4 separate regions of the Mus musculus genome follow, and all the other regions are linked to region 1. The links are chromatin contacts, called in public Hi-C and HiCAR-type maps. All regions are on one chromosome and are shown on one strand. The core of a region is the stretch at or near the end of the contact, and the rest is flanking DNA. Distances in the headings are between cores, read along the strand shown.

The links. Hi-C and Micro-C count contacts between places; a contact is called where the count stands out from the background. HiCAR-type assays count read pairs that join an accessible place to other places.
Region 2: a contact with region 1 is called in a HiCAR-type map of astrocytes, with 3 times the contacts expected there. The contact joins the promoter of 2610206C17Rik here to the promoter of Mex3b in region 1. A contact is called at or near these places in 1 of 39 promoter capture datasets (pre-B cells), 1 of 115 datasets of contacts at active chromatin or transcription factors (astrocytes) and 1 of 9 other capture datasets (adipose tissue).
Region 3: a Hi-C map of B cells shows a contact between it and region 1, with 5 read pairs. The contact joins the promoter of Tm6sf1 here to the promoter of Mex3b in region 1.
Region 4: a Hi-C map of Th1 cells shows a contact between it and region 1, with 15 times the contacts expected there. The contact joins the promoter of Abhd17c here to the promoter of Mex3b in region 1. A contact is called at or near these places in 2 of 39 promoter capture datasets (liver and pre-B cells), 3 of 484 Hi-C or Micro-C datasets (Th1 cells and embryonic stem cells), 3 of 115 datasets of contacts at active chromatin or transcription factors (astrocytes, pancreatic cancer cells and stem cell-derived neural progenitor cells) and 2 of 9 other capture datasets (adipose tissue and liver).

The regions. Positions count from the first base shown.
Region 1 is chr7:82,865,719-82,868,925 of GRCm38.p6, forward strand. It overlaps Mex3b (mex3 RNA binding family member B), which reads left to right and starts at 1,615. Exons shown (of 2, transcript NM_175366.3): 1 at 1,615-2,209; 2 at 3,038-3,207. The coding sequence starts at 1,933. Gm36584 (a long non-coding RNA gene) reads right to left here and starts at 1,578. Exons shown (of 5, transcript XR_003946820.1): 1 at 1-1,578.
Region 2 is chr7:84,688,218-84,691,520 of GRCm38.p6, forward strand. It overlaps 2610206C17Rik (RIKEN cDNA 2610206C17 gene), which reads left to right and starts at 1,423. Exons shown (of 5, transcript NR_038175.1): 1 at 1,423-1,597. It overlaps Zfand6 (zinc finger, AN1-type domain 6), which reads right to left and starts at 1,740. Exons shown (of 7, transcript NM_001360578.1): 1 at 1,529-1,740.
Region 3 is chr7:81,857,380-81,860,624 of GRCm38.p6, forward strand. Tm6sf1 (transmembrane 6 superfamily member 1) reads left to right here and starts at 1,622. Exons shown (of 10, transcript NM_145375.4): 1 at 1,622-2,161. The coding sequence starts at 2,070.
Region 4 is chr7:84,150,295-84,153,267 of GRCm38.p6, forward strand. Abhd17c (abhydrolase domain containing 17C) reads right to left here and starts at 1,599. Exons shown (of 3, transcript NM_133722.2): 1 at 988-1,599. The coding sequence starts at 1,550. LOC117997403 (a long non-coding RNA gene) reads left to right here and starts at 1,846. Exons shown (of 3, transcript NR_169136.1): 1 at 1,846-2,077; 2 at 2,252-2,390.

The DNA of each region.
Region 1 (3,207 bases), core at 365-2,864:
AGGTATTGTGGATAAAAGCCGAGGTGCGGGGTGATCCCTTTTTTCTGGGTCCCTCAGATCTGCCCCAGGTCCCCAGGGTCGCCCCCAGCGGGGAAGGGGTTCTCCAGTAAACCAGTCTGCGGTGTACACAAGTCGCCTCGGAATCACCAGGAGGCGTCTCTCCCGGCAGACCTTAACAGGATTAGGGAAAGCCTGGACTACTAGCCTGCAGGGCGCAGGGGCGCGGATAAACAGGCGGGCTCCGGGAACAAAGGACGGAGAAGCGGATGCGCTTTGAGCAGGGAAGGGGCGTCCTCCTCTCGCAGGAGGGAGATGCGCCGAGGCCCGAACCCCGCCCCGGCCCGCCCCTCAAAACCTCCTTTCTTTTCGCTTGCGCTCGGAGGCTATCGGTGGAGAAGCCAGGAGGGGGCGCAGTTCGCCTTGGCCGCCCGCTAGTCCTGTCGCACCCTTCCTCCGCCGCCTCCCCCAACCCGAGAAGCGCACAAAGAGCGCCAGGCCCGACCACACACCTCCCGGCGGGGCCGGGCTGGGCGGAGGGCGGGGCCGGCGCGCTCTGGGCTCCTCTCAGGCACTGCGCATGCCTGACCGCAGGGAGGGGCGGGCCTGGGAGCGGCGGGCGCGCACGCCCTCACTGTTCCCGGGCAGTGTAGGGCTGGCGTCCCGGCAGTGGGCGCGCGGCGCTCGTGCGCGTGTGGGAGCCCGCGGGGTCTCAGTCCGCGCGCCAGGCATGTGCGGGACCCTAGAGGTCACCTGCAGCGGTGCGGGTCGGGCCCTTTCTGCAACCGGTTTCTGGTTTTGGCATTCGTTCTTTCAGGGCCACTTGGGCAAAGTGCTACCCAAGGGGACGGAAATGTGAGCGCGCGCGCGAGTGGCAGTGTGGGCGGGCGTGTCTTTTGTGTGGCGTGCGCTCCCGCGCAGGTGGGCAGCTCGCGCCCAGCAGTCACAATACCAATGGGGCCCAGGATCTCGAGCCTTTGGTTCCGCGTCCCAGGGTTGGGCCGCCCTGTGGTACAGATACCTTGTACAGTATACCGTCCACCTAGTGGTCGCGTCGGCTCCAGGGATGCTTTATTTGGGGGCAGTAACGGGACTTTAGAAGGACCGCTCTTTGGAGCTTGGCGGCTGGCATCACAGTTGGGCGCCTTTTCTTCTCAACCTGGAGAGGAAAGAGACTTGAGGACAGTGGTTGTCCTCGGCTGATAGGTACATATAAATGTCCCGAGCCAGCCGGTCCCGCATTAGACAACAAAGAGAGGCGTTCGCGGCGGCGGCGGGGGAGGGGCGCGGCCGGGAGGAGGCCGGGGCGGGCTGCGGCGAGCTCGATGGGGGTGGCGCTGGCTCCGCTCTCTCAGCCCCGGCCTCCGCCCGCCCCCGGCCTGGCGCGCGCCAATCGCCTCCCCCAGCGATAGTGTCAGTAGCATTGTAGTGTCAGCTCCCGCCGGTGACGTTGCGCCTCCCTCGTCCCCCTCCGGAGCCGTCTGGCTGCAGAGGCTCAGTCAAGAGGCGGGTAGGAGAGGAGGAAAAAGCGCTGAGTGAGGGCGGGCGGGAGGGAGGGAGGGAGGGAGTGGAGGAGCCGGGGAGGGGCTCCTTAAAGAAACGCTGCTGTCGCTCGCCTGTTCGCTTTGCGCTCGGCATTGTGGCCAGCCAGCCGGGCACTCGGGGGGCACGCGCGGCCGCCGCTCGAGCTCTGCCCCCACCCCAACCGCCAGCAGATCTGGGGTGGGGACCCAGGCGGGGGCTCTTGCAGCCACTGCCCGGTGCGGATTGCACGCAGAGACCCACTCCTCCGAGCGCCGAAAAACGAGCCACGGAGCCCTCCGCAGCCGACCGGCCTCCCCGCCCCTGACTGCCGGCTTCCCGGCTGCCTTTGTGGCTGCACCTTCTAGCTGCCGAGCAGAGAGCCGGCTGGGGCGCGGCGCGCACGGCGGAGCGATGCCCAGCTCGCTGTTTGCAGACCTGGAGCGCAACGGCAGCGGCGGCGGCGGGGGAGGCGGCGGCGGGGGAGGCGGCGGTGGCAGCGGCGGGGGAGAGACTCTGGATGACCAAAGAGCCCTGCAGCTTGCGCTCGATCAGCTCTCCCTGTTGGGACTGGACAGTGATGAGGGCGCCTCTTTGTACGACAGCGAACCGCGCAAGAAGAGCGTGAACATGACCGAGTGCGTGCCGGTACCCAGTTCCGAACACGTCGCGGAGATCGTAGGGAGGCAAGGTGGGTCCGGCAGGGATGGGGACCGGAGGGGTGTGTAGGATCTCCGCCACCGCCTCACTGTGAGGGCGGGTGCAGGAACGGGAGCTGTGGCGCGGGGGAGCCTTGGGGAGGGAGGAAGAGCCGCGCGATGGGCCGGCGCACTAGACAAAGAAAGTGCAGGCAGGCTGTCTTCCACAGCGGCGCCAGTGCCGCGGCGGGATGCACTTTCTCCTGCTAAAATCACTGCCTTTTCCTCTAGTGCTCCAGACTTAGTCCACTCTAGGAAAGATGTTTAAAATATAATATACTGGGGGAGGGGACCTCTGGTGGTCCTTTGGGAGGGGGCAGTATGGGGGGGGGTCGTCCGAAGGGATGAGGATTCGGGATTTCTGCAAAGCGGAATGGAATAGAGTCCAGGGAAGGAACAATGGGTCCCAGGACTGCCATTCTCTTAACCCCACCCCTAGTCCTCCAGAGTCTAGGGATCGCGGCTTCCCGGGAGCCCCTGGTCTTCAAGGCAATCAGTGTGCTCAGTTGGATACCAGCAGCATCCCCCTAGATGACTTTTCTGGGGTTCTGCGCTTTGCTTGGGACGACTGCAGTTACCGGGGGAGGGCCAGGCAGCCAATGGGCTATTTATTCCTCGAGCGTTTCGAGGACAGAACCGGCGGTCCAGCTCCTAGCGCGGTTCGGGGTCAGCGAGGGAGACGCCCCCTTTCTCTGGTCGCGTGTTCTGCTGCCCAGCTGCCTTGGGCGCGGGCTGTCCCGGGTCTCCGCGGTTATCCTGGGATAATGGGCGTGTCTCTTTCTCTATTTCTCCTACTCCCTCCCTTGAACCCTGGCTTCCAGGTTGTAAAATCAAAGCTTTGAGGGCGAAGACCAACACTTACATCAAGACCCCAGTTCGCGGGGAGGAGCCTGTCTTTGTTGTGACGGGCAGGAAGGAGGATGTGGCTATGGCTCGGAGGGAGATCATCTCTGCCGCAGAGCACTTCTCCATGATCCGAGCCTCTCGTAAC
Region 2 (3,303 bases), core at 173-2,672, 1.8 Mb after region 1:
CGTTTTCATCTCTATTTTATTACTGATTGCCTACAACTTTCTACCACGATCTACAGTATTTACTTTTCGACAGGCAACTTGGGCAACAACAGCTGCAAGAAGAAAAGTTCCCAGAGTACACTTGTTAGAAGCAAAACAAGAAACACCATCGAAACACTGGGGTGAAGGGAGGAACACAGCATTAAGAAACAATGAAATGGATGAACCACAACCATACACTATCTGTCCAAAGTTCAAAGGGCAAGGAACCTAAAGTGACACTGTTTGAAGAGATTAGTGTGTGACAAAACTAATTTTTAAAAGGCTAGAGAATGAGCAAATCCACCGAGTCTAGAATGTTTATTTACCTCAGTAAGAAACAGTAAACTGGGTTAGGCCAGATAAGAAACTCGTGAACACATACAAGTTTGAGTAATGTTCTAGTTCTGGCTCTGGAGTGAGGAGTCTGAAAGTTTATGTTTTCTCTCTTTATAGTACATTGTGTTGTGTATTCTCCCAGGACTGACCATTACTTTAAAAACTTTGTGATATAACTCATATTGTGAGTTTTGACATTAACACAGGAAAGTATGGCTGCAGTCAAAACAGCAATCAAGCCTGAAATTTTCCTATCTGTGCCTATTACCCCTCTTACATGTTTGTCTCCCCGCCCCACCCCACCCCCACCCCGAGACAGGGTTTCTCTGTGTAGCCCTGGCTGTCCTGGAACTCACTGTGTAGAACAGGCTGGAATCCGCCTGCCTCTGCCTCCCAAGTGCTGGGATTAAAGGCGTGCGCCACCACGCCCGGCTTACGTGTTTTTTAAATGTTAAAAAAAAAAAAAAAAAAAGGAAAAAGGAAAAATTAAGACAATGTCTTTTCTCCATTTAAATGTTCATGGTTTACCAAAAAATTGTCCCCGCAGGCCTGGAAATAATACATAAAACAGCAATTGCCATAAAATACTTCATAAATAATCTCAAAAGCCTACGTGGCATTTTAATTAGGAAAAGGATAAATTTCGAATATAGTTTGAAAGTGACGTTTAATTTCGGTTTTCGGAACCACTAGGTGCTGACTACCAAGCTAGTTAGCATGCACGGCTTGGAGGTGACCCCAAGGCCCCAGTTCCCACAAACGCCTGACAATTCTGGATGATGATGGCAAATCACTGAGTTCTGATAGAGTTAGATTGACTTCAGACGCCACACTCCGTGTAGCTTGTTTACGCATCCAACAGTGAGAAACTTGAAAACGCTCTCAGAGGAGCAGAGAGCTTGGAATCCCGGAGACTCCCTCTGAGCCTTCTCTAGCCTCAGCCTACCAAAGGGACGTGAGGACGCTGCCCGGCGTGCGGCAGCTGCTCCGGACTGGCCCCAGGCGCGCCCACCCCGACCCCGAGCTCAGCGCGCGCCCGGGGAGCCCGGGACCGCGCCCCACCGGGACCGCGCCCTCCGCTCGCCACTGCGAGGCCACCTGCTGCGCCGCCCGCCGCTTCCGGCTCCCAGGCCGCCCGGAGGCTGCGCCCACCGCTGCCCGCACTCCTCACCTGGCGGCGGCCCTCTCCGCCGGACGCGCTGCCGCCGCCGCCTCTCGCCGCCGCTGAGAGTGAGGACAGGTGAGGCCGCCAAACCCCCACTCGCTCCCGGCCCGCCGCCGCCGGCCCTCCGTCCGCTGTTTATTAAACTTTTCTGTTTGGCTGCTCGGCCTGTGACGCGGCCTCAAGGGAGCGCCCGCGATTGGCTCTCAACGCGCGCTGACGCGGCAGTCCCAGCCCGCTGCCTAATTATGACCGGCCCGGGCGGGGCCGCGGGCCGGAGGCGGCGTGGGGGCGGGGCCGGATCTCGGAGAGTGCTATTATTGGTCAAGGCATTTGAGGGGCGTGGCACAGAGGCGCTGCTTTTCTCTCGGCCACGCCCCTGCCTCGGCCAGGTCAGCGGGCTAGGTTAGCTTTTTGATGTTGCCTCAGGAGCAAGAGGGCTCTGGTGCAGACTTGGGGGACGGCGAGGGGATGGGGTGTCTGATGACGTAGCTCCGGGCTCTGCATCCTCCCAGGGATAGACTACCCTTGTCTAGAGCTGGTGTTCCACCTGCGTAGTTTGAGAGACGACATAGATTGAGATTCTGTTGCCCAGGCCCCTAGAAGACCAGGAGGGCCAGCCCAAAGTGCCAGGTCTGAACTCTGCCCTGTCCTGAACCACGATTTACAGAGAGCGAGACCTGAGGCGTGTGTGCTCGCTTGTGTAATACACACCTACACGCCTGGACTCGGGAAGCCCCCTGGACCTTCTCGCGGAAGCGGTAGATTCTAGTCCAGCAGCCCTGCACAGGTTGTGCGGGAGAAGTGGGGGACAGCTCTCCTGAGATTTCCCCAGCCCAAACAGGATTGCCTAGAGTCCTGTCTTTATTTGAAATTATGTTATTTTGTTAGTCTTGGGGTTGTGCCTTTTGGTGTTTTACAATGTTTATCTTTGTCACTGTGCTCTCTTTACCTATTTCCCTGAAATTTCTGCCCTATTTTTACAGTAATAGGGGCTCATGGTCACAAGGTTGAGATACGGCTAACCATGTGTGGTTTGGGCTGCTTTCTGTAATCCTGTAGAATAAGGAGGAGACAGAATAGAGGACATGGTGGAGGTCAGGTAGAATTCTTTGAAGAAAAGGTGGCATTTGAAAAATTCTTATGACTTCATGGAAAACGAAAGGAAGTGTTCCTGAAGAGGGCTTGGGAGAAACACACAATGCTCTTGTGAGGTGACAGACAAGTTTCTGGGGCAGGATATTCTAAAATAAATCACCAAAGCTAAGCCTGGCCAGCCACCGTGGCCCAGGCCTTTATACTTTCAGCATGGAGAGGCAAAGAAAAATATACCTCTGTGAGTACTAGGTCAGCCTGGTGGATATAGCAAGTTCCAGGGTGACCAGAGCTAAGTAGTGAAACCCAGGGCCAAATAAAATAAAGCTAAGCCTGCTGTTCGAAACCAGAGCAGAACAGAAGGTCCCTACCCAGGGCCTAAGGGTGTTTTTGAGGCACATTCAACCCATTCAAAATTTATATTTAAGGTTGGAGTAATGATTCAGCAGTTAAGAGCACTTACTGCTCTTGTAGTGGTCTTAGGTTGGGTTCCCAGCATCTGCGTGGTGGCTCACAACTGTCAAAACACTCATACACTTGAAAATAAATCTTTAAAGCCAGGTGTGGAGACTCACACCTTTAAACTCAATACTAGGGAGGCAGAGGCAGGTTGATCTCTGTGAGTTCAAGGCCCATCTGATCTACATAGTGAGTTTCCAGACAGGCAAGGCTATGTACAAAACCAAAAC
Region 3 (3,245 bases), core at 372-2,871, 1.0 Mb before region 1:
TGGTTCTGGTCTTATCATCTCTTGGCAGGATAAATTGTAGAGGCTTCCCAACTGATCTTGCTGCCTCTTTTTCTGGAAAGCAGTTGTGCATACCACAGGCTTTTAAGATGCTTCCCTCACCAGGTCGGACCTTAGAAGTAGCTTCCTGCACTTGAGGTTTTCTGAGAGGAGCCTGATCACCTCTCTGTCCCTCAACACCTCAGTTTCCATCCGGAGCGGGTGACGCGGAGCTCAGGATGTGGCATACTCTGTGGCATTTCCCGGTACCTTTTTGTTAGTTGAGACAGAATCTCATATATCCCAGGTCGGCCTCAGACTTGCTGGGTAGCTAAGGATGACCTTGAACCAGGGACTCCCTCTGCCTCCATCTCTTAGTGCTGGGATTTCAGATGAGCCCCCATCAAAGTCAGTTCATGAAGTGCACGAGGACAGAGCCTTAAGATTTGTGCACACAAAGCAAGCACGATCAACTACACCCCCAGCCTCTATTAAGTTATTTCCATAAATATGATTCTGAATTTTAAAAAAGCCCAAGCATGGATGAGAAGGAATAGAAATGATATGCAGCAAGTGTCTAGGTAGACAAGAAAGATTCAGAGCAGCCCGAGAGACTCAGGATACACGCAGACGGCTAAAGCAGCTCGGTGTGGGATGTGGAGGAGGTTGGACTGGCTGGGAAACTGGCCTAGGAGATGGCCTGGAGGAGAGAAGGCGCTTTGGGGAATGAAGGAGGTGGTAAAGGCAAGGAGCGATCATGGAAGATCGTGAGCGATGTCCAGGTTCCCACTGAGACTTCTGGGAGAAGCTTTGCGAGATGCTGCCGTTTGGACAGTCTTTACCCTTTTGTGCCCATTGTTGGCTGAGTTTTCAAGAAAAGGGAGGGCAGATAGTAGGAGAGCTGGCTTTGGAACAACCGACTGTCCTGGTGCAGGTTCATTTTCCTCACATTGAAAATGAGCCAAATGACCTGTAAGCCTCTGACCTAAAGACAGGAAGGCGCGCACTCTGCTGCCCCCACTGTTGCTCCGGAGCCCACTTCTTTTCCCTTCCCTGGGGCCATACCAACAGGACTCAGGCCCAGGGGGCTTCCTGAGCACACCCTGCTCAAGCAGCTCTTTGGGCGGCACTCTCATGCTCTACACCCAGACGTCTGGGAATATTCCACGAAGAGCCCTAATCTTCAGGACCTGCCAGGCTAGCCGGTGGTAACCTGGCCTCCAAAAACACTCCAGGCAAGGAATGAACGCTGCCTCAGTGTCTTACATCAGGGCATTCCTCTGAGGGTCAGTTCTGCTACAAAAAAAGAAAGGGAGCAGGAGACAGACCAGTGTGCTGAGCAGTGCAGGGCAAGCACTCCACGCTTGTTAACTCGGTCGATTTCCACAATCATACGAGGGAGCAGGTTATTCCCATTTCACAGAGAAATGATACAGAATGTTTCAGTAACTTGATCAAGGTCAAGGGGCGGTGAGTGAGCAACCAAGGTGGAAAACAAATATTTCCACTTGGCACTGGAACATTGGTTGCGGACGTTGATGGCAGCTGTGTGTAGGGAAGGGGTGCGCGCGGGGGGTGGGGTGGGAGGGCGGCACAGTGTTGTTCCAGGAGCATCTGTCCCCACAGGTCTCTGAGCCGATCTCGCGGGCCTGCGGGCTCTGACACCCTCAGATCTGGCTCCACCCTCTGCTGGCCCTTGGCTCAGCCCAGCTCCGTTCCAGCTCGAGGATGCCCAGCTCCCATCTGTGACCCGCGTCCTTCGCCGGGCCCTTCCTTTTCCCATTAAAGCAAGCGTCCTGGGGCGCTTGTCTCCTCGCGGTGGCTGCTGAGCCCTTGCGTTCGTTAGCAGGAGCCTGGTGGGGACGCCTCTGGGGATCGTACAGCGGCCCTAGAGCACCCGGGTGGTGCCTCTCTCTGTGCGCGCCGGGCAGCTACGGGCGACGGGGACGCGCAGAGGAGACGCGGCCGGGGGCCGCCTGGAAGGGCAGCGGCGAGGGGCGCGGCGCCGCCGGAAGCTGAGCCAGGGGACCCCCGGCGCGATGCGGTGAAAGAAGAGCGACCCGGAGGTGGCAATGAGTGCCTCTGCGGCCACGGGGGTTTTTGTGCTGTCCCTCTCAGCCATCCCGGTCACCTACATCTTCAACCACCTGGCGGCCCAGCACGAGTGAGTGAGCGCGCGCGGGGTAGACAAGAGCCCGCAACTTTTCCGCGGGTTTGGGACCGCGGCTTTGGGACTGGGTAGCTTCCAGAAACGCCACGCCCGCAGCATGAGGGAGGCACCAGGGTCACCCGGCCCTAGGTCCTCAAACTGGGCTAGGGCAGTTCAAGGTCTGAGAGCTGGGCGCCTGCTCTTTGCCAGTACTGGGTGGGTAGCTGATATTACCAAGGTCAATACCGAAATGCCCCTGCCTCCGAGGCTCTCAGACACTAGAGGGGTGCAGAGCAACACGGAAGGCACGAACCGCCTTATTTGAAAGGAACGCTTTCCTTGTATGGACTTTCACATACTTACCATTTTATAATTTTAGAAACTGTTGTGAGCGGCTAACAGAAATAACCATGGTTTTCTGAGCCTTTGCTACTAACAGGGTGACCTGGCTTTAGTGTTCTGGTCTGTCTTTGCACCTCAAGGATCTTGTGGGAACTTTGTGCAAGGGCGCTGTGAAAGGGATAGAGGTTCGATGCTGGCCAGGAGCAAAGGTTCAGTGATCAGTTTAATGCTAAGGAACCGACGAATTCTGTAAGGGCTCTGGGTCCCAGTCTTGGCTTTCACTTCTCTAAAGGGATCACTGACTGACGAGCCCCCATGGGCAGCCGAAGGCCTGGGTGGTCAGTGGAAAGGCGCCAGCGGTGGCCCTGCTGAAGTTGATTGTGGGCTGCTGGAGGAGGAAGTAACTGGCTGTGCTTTTCATAGCAGTTGGTGCTAAGGAAATTGCATCAATCTATACCCTGCAGCCCGTGCCAGACCTCCAGACTGCTAGCGGAGTATGCACACAGTCAATGGTTTTCTCTCACTGCTGAGGTCACCTCATCCAGACGGCATGAGTGAGCACTGCGACGCTCCCTTAGACACAGGCTGCCCCTGTGCTTGGCCTTTGGTGCATCTCCTGAAGCAGCAGCTCCGAGCAGTCAGATGTTTTGTGCCTGTCAACAGAGCACAGGGACCTAGGCTCCTAAAGTAATACCATTCATTGAACACCTCTGTGCTTGGAGCCCTCGCTGAACAGGCCATGTCCTTGCTGAGGAGT
Region 4 (2,973 bases), core at 349-2,848, 1.3 Mb after region 1:
TCTTAGAGTGAATACTAAGTACTTCTCTGTTATACAAGCCATTTCTCAAGAAGCATAAGGGATAACTTATGAACATATGTGCAACACATATGGAAATAAAGTCATTATTACTGGCCATGTACTTAGCTTAGCAAATAGACGTTTCATAAAAACGATACAAAGGTCTCTAAAAAGAACAGTGCCTACTGTCATTCTGGGGACTTATTCCTCTAACGAAATCCAAGCTCATTACACACAGGACCTCAGGTACGGTTGCCACCTGTGCTATGGGGATTGCATGGGAAGGTCACAAGCACCAAAACTGGTCAGGTCACTTGACTTTCCCGCAAACCAAATGTCTAAGTTCAGAGTAAAACTTAAGTTAGTTCCCCCCCCCCCCAACCTGGTCTGTCCTCAGAATATAACAATTTGTGCTTAGCATATAAAAGACCCTGAATAAATACTTTCCAGTTTTATGAACGCTAACTCAAGGTCAAGAGATTTCCTCACGCCTATAACACTCTGCGCTACTGGTGGTGTTTAGGGAAGGTTCTTCAGCTAACTTCCTGATCTCCCAGTGCCACATACTCTGCGGGACCAGGAGGCAAAGTCCTCCCCACACCCGACCCGACCCAGCCTTAAGGGCTGCACAGGCATCGCCCCAGGGACACTTTCTACTTGGAAAGTCTTTTAGAGGTCATCGTCTCTCCCCAGCTGTCAAGGGCTCTGAAAACCCCAAGGTCACTTCTACCAGACCTTCGGGGTCTGCGCGTAGCTCAAGACACAACTCAAGCCCAACCAAGTTGGTTTGGCCGGTACATTGGCATCCCCCACAGCGGCCACGTGCGTTTAACCGGAGCCACAAAGACTCCAGGCCGCGCGGGCCAGTGAAAAGCAGGCAGGACCCTTTAAGTCTGAGCTCTCCATCCCCGAGGGCTGTTGCAATCTCGAGCGAATGCAACAATCCGGGAGCACAAGCCCGCACCCCAACCGTGGCTCGGGGCTCACCGGGTGCGCAGTGCCTGCCACGCGGCGTCGATGTCAGCGTAGAGATTCTTTTCGGAGGGCTTGCCGGAGCTCACACCATAGCCCGAGTAGTCGTAAGAGAAGATGTTGCAGTTGATGCGCGAGCCCAGGCCGATGTAGAAGCTACACATCTGGCCCAAGTCCACGGCGTTGCCGTGCGAGAAGAGCAGCGTGTAGCGGCTGGAGGGCGCGCAGCGCACGAACATGCAGCCCAGCCGGTTGTCGCGGGCCGTGCGCGAGAAGAAGACCTCGACGGCGTCCAGTTCGCGCTGCGAGTACTGCCAGTCGGCGCGCTCGCTCAGGTGCAGGCTGCACGCGCCGGGGCCCGCACCCTCCTCGGCCGGAGCGGGCTGCGCCGCCGGGGCGGGCGCGGGGGTCGCCGCGGGAGCGGGCGCGCGCTGCTCGGGCGCCAGCACCGTGTAGGTGGGTTCGGGCGGCAGGAAGGCCAGCTTGGCGGCGATGCGGCTCGGACAAGGAGGGCAGCAGAAGAGCCAGCACAGCTCGCCGAGCGAGAAGCCGTTCATCCTGGGGCCGGGCTCGGGCATCGGGGCGGCCTGGCGCCCGCCGCGGGCGGGAGGGAAGCGCAGGGAGCGCAGAGGGAGAGCGCCGAGAACTGGAGGCCGGCCGAGAAGGCGGAGAGGCCAGGGGCGGGGCCAGGCGGGCGCGGCGCGGCGAGCGGGGCGGGTCAGCGGCAGCCCCGCAGCCCCGGCGAGGTGCGGACGGCCGGGGCTCGCGCGCGGCACACAAAGCCCGCGGCGGCGGCGGCCATGGCCCGCTCCAGCGCGCCGCCCCGCCCCCGCACGCTACTGCCACTTCCGGGTTACCGCGCCGCGCGCCCCCACAGGCGGGCGGGGCTACCCATCGGAACGGACGCCCCAGTCTGAAGCAGGACTCCCCGGGCTGGGCGGGGCTCCCGCCTCTTGGGCGGGAGTTAGCGCATCTGGGCGGGGCTACTCGTTAGAACAAACTCCCCGGTCCGAAGCGAGGCTCTGGAGTCTGGGGCGGGGCTTAGCGCGATTGGGGCGGGGGTCTGAAGAGATTAGAGCGGTTGGGACAATCCTGGATTGAAAAGGTAGGTGTGCAGATACTTTAGGATTCAGTTCTCCAAAACCAGCTTTCTGTCCTGGTGGAGTTATTGGGAATTTATGTAAAAGATAATTATTGAGAAAGAGAATTGAGTACATTAAAAATGCCTTGCTTTCCTCTAATCAATGCTATTTTTTTCTCTTTTGGTTGTTTGAGACAGTTTAGCCTACACTGGTTTAGAACTCACATGCTTCTAGCCTCTACCACCACTTGCTGAGATTCAAGACTTCTTGAACAGCCACTACCATAAATGCTCTGGTCCATCTCGTACGTGTTCCCGTGTTGCAGGCGGCTGTTGGGTATGTACAGCTACGCAGGTCTTTCTGTAATAACAATTACAGCAGAGCCTGTTGGTTTTACAACAAATGGTGTCAACACGGTCCTCTCTCACCCCCATCCCTTACATCATCCCCTGTGGTGCCAACTGGATACTCCATATCTGTCCTTTTTGATGTTAGTTTCTCTAGAACTGTTTTGGCGCCAGACTTTTTAATCATGAAAGACATGTTACAACGATTTTAATCCACTATTGTCTTGGCTATAGGCTTTAAGTGATTTTCCAAATATAACTCTCAGGGCTTCTGAAACCGTGTGAACCCTGGTGTCCGGTTGGCAGAGCCTCTCCTCTGGACTTTGGCACCAGGCTTTCCTTTCAGGGGTAGGAGGTCATTTTAGGCTACCTGCAATGAATACAACCAGAGCCCCAGTGGGCAGTCACCATTCCAGACCTCATAAATGTCCCAAGAAGGATTACAACATTTTTTAAACAAAAAGAATTTTGAGCATCCTAATATAAATTGATTTACCAGTACCACTTTAAGTAGTAACCTTGTGGACTGAGTTTTCAAAGGCCGTATCTTCACTGAATCCCCAAAAGCCTGC